Linked DNA regions of Rattus norvegicus: region 2 is linked to region 1. Evidence: chromatin contacts called from public Hi-C data. All regions are on one chromosome and are shown on one strand. The core of a region is the stretch at or near the end of the contact, and the rest is flanking DNA. Distances in the headings are between cores, read along the strand shown.

Evidence for each region. Hi-C and Micro-C count contacts between places; a contact is called where the count stands out from the background.
Region 2: a Hi-C map of liver shows a contact between it and region 1, with 2.3 times the contacts expected there. The contact joins the promoter of Hnrnpr here to the enhancer-like site in region 1. A contact is called at or near these places in 7 of 12 Hi-C or Micro-C datasets (the A7r5 cell line, frontal cortex, kidney and 3 more).

The regions. Positions count from the first base shown.
Region 1 is chr5:153,775,351-153,779,161 of GRCr8, forward strand. All of the region lies in intron 5 of Tcea3 (transcription elongation factor A3), which reads left to right. Among named protein-coding and RNA genes, the nearest start is that of Tcea3, 17 kb to the left of the region's middle. Within about 2 kb of position 1,356, at least 23 of the 93 cell types and tissues checked have an H3K27ac peak or open chromatin away from gene starts, as enhancers often do. A contact at or near this core is called in kidney and liver, where this site is marked.
Region 2 is chr5:153,824,362-153,828,256 of GRCr8, forward strand. It overlaps Hnrnpr (heterogeneous nuclear ribonucleoprotein R), which reads left to right and starts at 2,158. Exons shown (of 11, transcript NM_175603.3): 1 at 2,158-2,278.

The DNA.
Region 1 (3,811 bases), core at 106-2,605:
CTCTCTCTAACCCACAGTCTGCCAGTTTGATGTGTTTTGTGGTGGTGGGTGTTTGCCGGCATGAGCTCGTATGCACCATACATGGGCAGGAAGTCAGAGGCCAGAAAGGACACTGCATGCCCGGGACCTGGAGTTACAGGTGTTTTGTAAGCCATGCTGGGAAGGTCACTGAGGAGAGCAGTTAGCGCTCTCAATCGCTGAGCCTATCTCTCCCAGTGTTCCAGTGATTAGCAGACATCTACGTATTAATATTTCTTCCTATGACTTTTCCAGTTGTAACTAGTGGCCACGTGTGCAGATCTTTCTTTTTAAAAAAAGTCATTCATTTATTTAATGTATGAGTACACAGTAGCTGTCTTCAGGCACAGCAGAAGAGGGCATCAAATCCCATTACAGATGTTTGTGAGCCACCATGTGGTTGCTGGGAATTGAACTCAGGACCTCTGGAAGAGCAGTCGGTGCTCTTAACCGGTGAGCCATCTCTCTAGGCCGCAGATTTTTCTAAGACACAACTGGACACACAATGTGACCCAGCAGAGTGCAGCCTCTAAGGCCAGGCAAAGATCGAAAGGTCTGTCTCAGGACAGAGGTCACTGAATCCATAGCTTGGATTCCTTGGAGTGGCTACACCATGGGATGGGAATACAGGAAGAATGTCCAAGAATGCCTTCTATAGGAAGGAGAGTCTGAGAGGAGTTGGCCTGATCCCTCAGCAGATGGTGTTATTCTGGGAAAGCAGTGCAAAGGGGTGGCAACGGGAGTGAGCGGTGTTCTGAGAACTATAGCTGGAATGGTCACGTACAAGTAGAGACAGATGGACACAGACACACAGAGCCACAGACACACAGGCACACAGAGACAGAAGACACAGATACAGACAGATATATACACAGAAAAACAGACACACAGACACAGACAGACAGATGTGCGTGCGCAAACAAAATGCTTCATGGTAAGTTGCATTCAGATCACTTGCCTATAATCCAGAGTTTGGTTTGGCAGCAACTGTAAGTTACAGTAACTGAACTGTCCACGAGGTGGCGCAAAAGAACAGCAAGCAGGGCCCCATGTGCCTCTGCCAGGCAGCAGGAAGGATTTCTAAGAGCAGGCACTAGTGCTGAGATCGAGGCTAAGGCTGACACATTTGGGAGCAGAGGGACGGCGCACATAACATGCACCTAATCCCGAGCCTCGCTAACATGCCCTTTCTGGAGTTTGGCAGTCCCTAACGGTATGAGTGTGACTGGATGAAACATAACCCAGTCACAAAATCCAGGCCACCAGGCAGCCTGCTCCTAGCCAAGCTGGAAGGCACAGAGCCAGGGTCCAGAGGGGAAAGTGCTCCAATCAGCTGCGGCTTGCGGGTAAGAGGACTCTTTTCCAGACACAGTGAAATGTGCTGGAAGAACTGGAAAGACAGACAGCCCTTTCCGGTCTGACTCAGCTTCTTTGGACGTTGGATGGATGACCTTAGACGACTCAGTTTCACTCACTGAGACTCGCCGGATTGATCTTGTGGGGTGGAAGTGATTTTGACTTCCCAAGGTCATGGTGAGGATCGGATGGTGAAACGAAAAGCCGGGCATTGCTCTCAACCACACACTGCAAAGGTGGTGTGTGATCATGTGCAGGGATAAGTGGCCCGATACTTTTTACTGGAATCTTCTTAGGTTCTTTTGGTCGTTCCAACAGACCCATAAGATGGGTGCTACGTTATTCCTATTCTACATGTGAAGTATCAGAGGGTAAAGAAACCACCCAAGGTCAAAGTGGGTATACCAGGCTTTGGGGTTTGCCTCGGAAGCCTAGATTTGTGCGCGTGTGTATTCATTACGTGTGTGTGTGTGTGTGTGTGTGTGTGTGTGTGTGTGCGTGTGTGTGAGAGAGAGAGAGAGAGAGAGAGAGAGAGAGATCGGGCACACACACAGAGGTCAGAGGAAACTTTGGGAAACTGCTCTTCTCTTTCCTCTGTGTGGGTTCTAAGATTGAAATCACATCACTTCACAACTCTCCTCATCAGCTGAGCCATCAACACCTGGATTCTTCAGGGACTGGGGGATGAATGAGACCAGCCCTTATTTTGTAGCCCAGGCTGGAACTCATGATCCTCCTGCCTCAGACTCCTAACCACTAGAATCACAGGCATGTGTGGCCACACCCAGCTCACACCCAGCTCTGGAGCTTAGCCCCAAACTCAGTGTAAGCATTCCAAACACGACAGCTGTCATTACTGCCAACTCTAAAACCCTGTGTTGTGGGCTTCCTTGGTGCGAGCCCTGAACCTCATGTTCCCGGCCACACATAGAGGGAACGGGAGAGTGAGCCCCGGTGGGAACAGGAATACTGCTTTTCAGGCCGCCCCGCTCCAGGTGAGCTCCGTCTGCACTCCCTGGTTCTTCGGCCTTTTATGATCGATCAGCTTCTATCATGCATTCGGCAGCCATTTAGCAAGCTAAATAAGGGTACTGTTACGGGAGTAAATGAGCCACACGGTCTCTGTGTGGACTGTCATTTGAAGAGGGAAGCAGACAATGTTTATAAACACATGAGCGAGTTAATTATAGACTTGGCTAAGTGCTATGCAGTAGGAAAACAGGGCAGAGACTGCCTCCCTGAAGATGTGACCTTTGAGGGGAGGCACAAGGGACAGGTACCGGGAGCTCTGTTTTAAACTCTGGGAAATGCTAGCTCAGTCCTATTCTCAGACAAACTCCTTGGGTGTAGTGGTGCGTGCCTTTTATCCCAGCGCCAGGGAGGCAGAGGCAGGCAGATACATGAGTGCTAGGCCCACCTGGTCTACAAAGTGAGTTCCAGGATAGTTGAGGCTACACAGAGATACCCTGTCTCAAAATAAAAAACAACCCGCAGATTGAGAGAGAGCTCAGCAAACAGGGGTACAGCCTACAGCACTCAGGAGAAGTTGGGCATGGTGGTGTGTGCACATGCATATTAAAATCCCAGTCCAGAGAGGTCAAAGCAGGAGCATCCCTGGGGATCCTGGACTGGCCAGCCTAGCCTAACCATGGTGTACAAGGTTCTAGCAAGACAGAGTATCTCCAACAATGAGCTGGCTGGCTCTGAGGTTGACTGCATGCATGCACACACACACTCACACGAATACCAACCACAAAAATCAACCAACCAGCTAGCGATGTAGTTCAGTCATTACCTGAATACACTCAAAGCCTAGGCTTAAACCCCAGCACTTCATAAACCAGGCAGGGATGCACTCCTACAGTCTTAGCAGTTGGGAGGCAGAGGCAGGAGGACCAGAGATGTTCAACGCTATCCTTGGCCTGTTGGAGGACAGCTTTGACGATGAGATCTTTTTCCCCCATGTAGTTGCTGCAGTACATGGGGTCACTGTAGGCAAGGGATCAGAGGCAGGGAAGATGCTGACACACAGCCCTGGGCTCTAGTCTTGGTGAATCGTTCCAGGTACAACTCAGAGATGGGATTTTCCAAGTTTGTTTCTTTGTATACACATCGGATGGTAAGGGTATTGACCGCCAGGGACTCCTATGACGATTAAACTAGGAAAATGTTCAAGAAGTGCTTGGCCCAACTCTGGTACTTGGTAGGAGCCAGGCCTCTTAATAGATTGTGAGTACTCAATAGACTGTGAACTCTAGGAGGGAGGGAGATAATCCCACTTGGCTACTTGTTTTTGCCATAGTTTTTGGAGAATAAGGACCTGATAAATGATGGATGAGCGGATGGACAAATGGACAGACAGGCAGATAATATATAAATGTATGAAGTACCCTATAAATACTGGATAGATGATATAAACTTATGTATACAGGGGCAA
Region 2 (3,895 bases), core at 908-3,407, 50 kb after region 1:
GGTTGGGAGCCACCATGTGGTTGCTGGGATTTGAACTCAGGACCTCTGGAAGAGCAGTCAGTGCTTTAAACCACTGAGCCATCTCTCCAGTCCTAGATTTATTTTATGTTTGGGTGCTTTTGCCTGCATATATGTCTGCATACCACGTGTGCCTAGTGTCTAAGAAGGTCAGAAGAGGGCATTGGATCTTCTGGAACTGGAGTACAAGACGTTTGTGAGCTACCATAAAGGCTCTGGAATTGTTCTTTTTTTTTTTTTTTTTGGTCTTTTTTTCGGAGCTGGGGACCGAACCCAGGGCCTTGTGCTTCCTAGGCAAGCGCTCTACCACTGAGCTAAATCCCCAGCCCCAAGGCTCTGGAATTGAACCTGAGTCTCTCCAACCACCAGAACCCCCACTGCCCTAAGTTAGAGCCTGGACTCAGAGTCCTTTGTATGGGAGAACCTGCTCTGACACTGAACTGCAGCCTCAGCTCCCAGGATATCTGTGTTTTACATCCCTTAATATTGGCTTGGTACTGGACACCTAATAGGTATCAGATGGCCTTGTGATAGAATACCTCTGATGGGATAATTTATACAGAAGAGGGTTTTATTTAATGTTGTGTTTGCTTACGTGTGTGTGTGTGTGTGTGTGTGTGTGTGTGTGTGTGTGTGTGTGTGTGTGTGAAGGTAAGTGCAGACCAAGGTCAGAGAAAAGTGGATGTCCTGCTCTTTCACTCCCCTGCCTTATTCTCTTGGGATAGGGTCTCTCATTGAGCCTGGAGCTAACCTTGCAGCAAGCTACAGGGATTCTCCTGTTGTAGCCCACATCAGCACTGGAATTTACAGGTGCATGCATGTGGTCACCCCGGGCTTTTTACTCGAGTGGAGATTCAAAGTCAGGATTTTAACCTTGCATTTGTGCCATCTCTCCAGTCCCTAGGACGGGACTTACATTTTACAGTTCTGTAAGTAGGGAAGTGCAACGTTGAGAGCATGTGGGGAGAAGGGCCTTCGTGCTGGGACACCCTATGCTGGAAGCGCAAAAGATGCAGAGAAAATCAGAGCTAGACGTCTAACTCGCAGCCTGGAGGCCTATCATTCAGCTTTAATCCTTTGAGGGTGGAGTCCTAATGCCTGAAACACCTCCCACTACCGGCCCCACCTCCCAACACTGCCACATTGGCCGTCAAGTTCGTATCAGGTGCAGATGTCCATTCAAAAACGCATGGGTAGACAAACAATAATTATATTTTGGTTTGAGAAACACGTTCTCCTGATACATTTGGAAGCAGAACCTTTGACCTTCTTCACTGAGGTGGTGTTGGGTTTGGGACAGGAGTGACAGTGACAGGTGAGAGGCTTATGAATAAAAGGTATTACTCTCCTAGGGGGGAAATGAACCTTTTGCCCGTTGCCTGGCTTTCAGTCGTACGTAGATCCAGTACCCTACCTACTCAGTTCTCCAAACTCTGAAGGGTCCCTGCTTCCTGTTAACATCACTCTTGAGTCAGATCCACGTTATTGTGAGGAAAAGTGCCAGGGAGGGAAACAGGCAGTTTCTCTGATCCTTCTAAGGGATGCTTTTCTACAGGAAAACCTCCAGCGACACGAGTCGAATCTTCTTTAAGTTGTCTTTTGACTAGAGCCAAGATGATCTAGCGATGGAGCGGAGCGTGAGGTGATGGGTGTGTTTGGGACCTACACTCTGCGGCCGGCCAGCACGGCCGGAGGGAGGATTGGGGTAAGGGACTCCCGCTCCGGGTAGCAGCGCCATTGCGGAGCGTGGCCGCAGGGACCCGAGGGGGCGGGGCTCCTGTGGCGGCCACGCGGCGCGAGGCCTAAATTTTCAACCTCATAACCCGGGTAGACGGAGAGGGAGGAGCTTCGGCCACGCAAGGCCGGCTGCCCCGCAGCCTCGCCACTACGAGGGGCTCCCACCAACAGACCCCTTTGTGTGCATGCCCCCGCCCCGGAGGCGCCTCAGCCAGTGGCGCTGAGAACCCTCATTGGCTCAGCCTGACGGCCACACCGATTGGTCCTCCGAGTCCCCGACGCGAGGGCCGCTTTCCCTCTCTCTGATTGGTCCGCTGAGCTGCCTATCAGGCAGCCTCCTGAACTGATTGCTCGGCCGTATGGAGTCCCTGGAAGCAGTTCCGGGAAACCCCGCGTGCTGCCGGGATCGCGTCTCTGTCCATGCAGGGGGGGAGGGGGTGGCGCGCGCGCCATTTCTAGTCGTTTTCAAAGCGCCTCGCGCTGATTCTCACGGGCCAGGCTGCCGGCCCCCCGCTCTGCCCTGGTGAGTCTCGCGCTGGCCCGTGGGGGGAGGGGCCTGGAGTCCCGGTCTGACCGGATTCGGCCGGGTCCAGGCTCGGCGCCCCGGCCTGCAGTTTGGGTCTTTGCTCCGAGGCCCGAGGGTGGGGGTGGGGATGGGCCGGGGGCGGCTTCTGCTCGGACCGGCCGCGCAGCCGTGGGCCTGAGTCCGGCCGCGGCGCCTCCTTTCTTTCGCTCATCCTTATCAGCCCCTCCGGTGCCCCGGTCCCTCGGTCCGCTGTCCTCCGTGCGGCCTGCCGGTTTCAGGGTGCTTTTCCCGCCTCCGCCTGCCGCTGTCCGCGGCCCGGCCGGGCTAAGGGTTTCAGACGTTCCCCTGACTCCGGTGCTTGCCCCTAGGCCTGCGGTTAGGCCTGGCCCGCATCTCGCCTTGCCAGGAGTGGGATGTGTTGATACGGGGTCGCGCCCGAGGGGGTGGGGTGAGCCGAGGGCGGGGTGCAAGTCTTAGGGTTACCTGAGCCCGGAGCAAACTTTTACGGGAGTCGGAGCCGAGGGACCGAGGTATGGGGGGTGCCTCCCGCCCGATCCCCAACCTGCATGATTCGAGCCGGGATTTGAAGGAAAAAATGACTACTAGAGGCCGTGACACTTGGTTTTGAGCGGCGCCTGAGCTAGGTAATTCTGAGAATGTCATAGGCGCTCCAGACTAGAAAAGCGCTTCTTTTTCTTCCACGGTAGTATCCATGTGGCCAGAATTTTAAGACGAAAGCCCAGGGGTTCTTGAAAGGTTCAGTCCTTTCTCGTTACCTGTTTGAGTTTTTTCCTCCCCTGCCCTTTAGAAACAGAATGTGTCAGGAGTCAGTCGTAGTGATTAAGGACTTGACACTCCCCAGCTTTGAGATAACCGTTAGCTTTCGTTGGATCTTTTAAAAGCCGGTCTCTCAACATTTTGCTTAGGGATGTTCACTAAAAGTGAGGGAGGGGCTAGTACTGACTTCCCAAATCTCCCAGCAGTCCTTATAAATCTTATTTAAATGACTTTATTTTGTAATTTTCTTTTTCTTTTTTCTTTCTTTTTTTTTTTTTTGCAAAAATGTTTATGTCAAAGGATTCCAGTCATGTTAGTATATTTGCTGCATCCAGAAATATGGTTTGGCTGTGTGGCATTGTTGTCGAATAACATGAGTTTAAATGGTCTCATAACATAAATGTCTTTTAAATGAGCACTTTGAATTTGGCTTGAAGATTCCCCTCTGTTGATCTGAAGGTTTTATTTCCTGGAGTCTATTTTACCTTTTTTTTTTTTAGGTTAAAGTTGACAAAATCTGAACATTTAAAAAGTTTTTAATATCGATGATAGTCGTAAATATGTCTTGTGCTTTTAATACATAACTTGTCATTTTGCTTCATGCATACTTTTAAAATTACTCCACCTTAACGGATGTTCATTGAACTTCTCAGTTAATTTGCCTCTCCTGTAACGTAGTATTCATAGGTGCAGTGCTCTGAAGGTCTTGTTACAGAACTTTTGAGTTGTGGTGATCTTAGTATAGTGTTTGTGGGAGGGAATGGGAAAGCACATATGCATGTTCACAGATTTTGGATTTTTGAATGCTTCTTTATAGGACTAGGTTGTATTAATCAG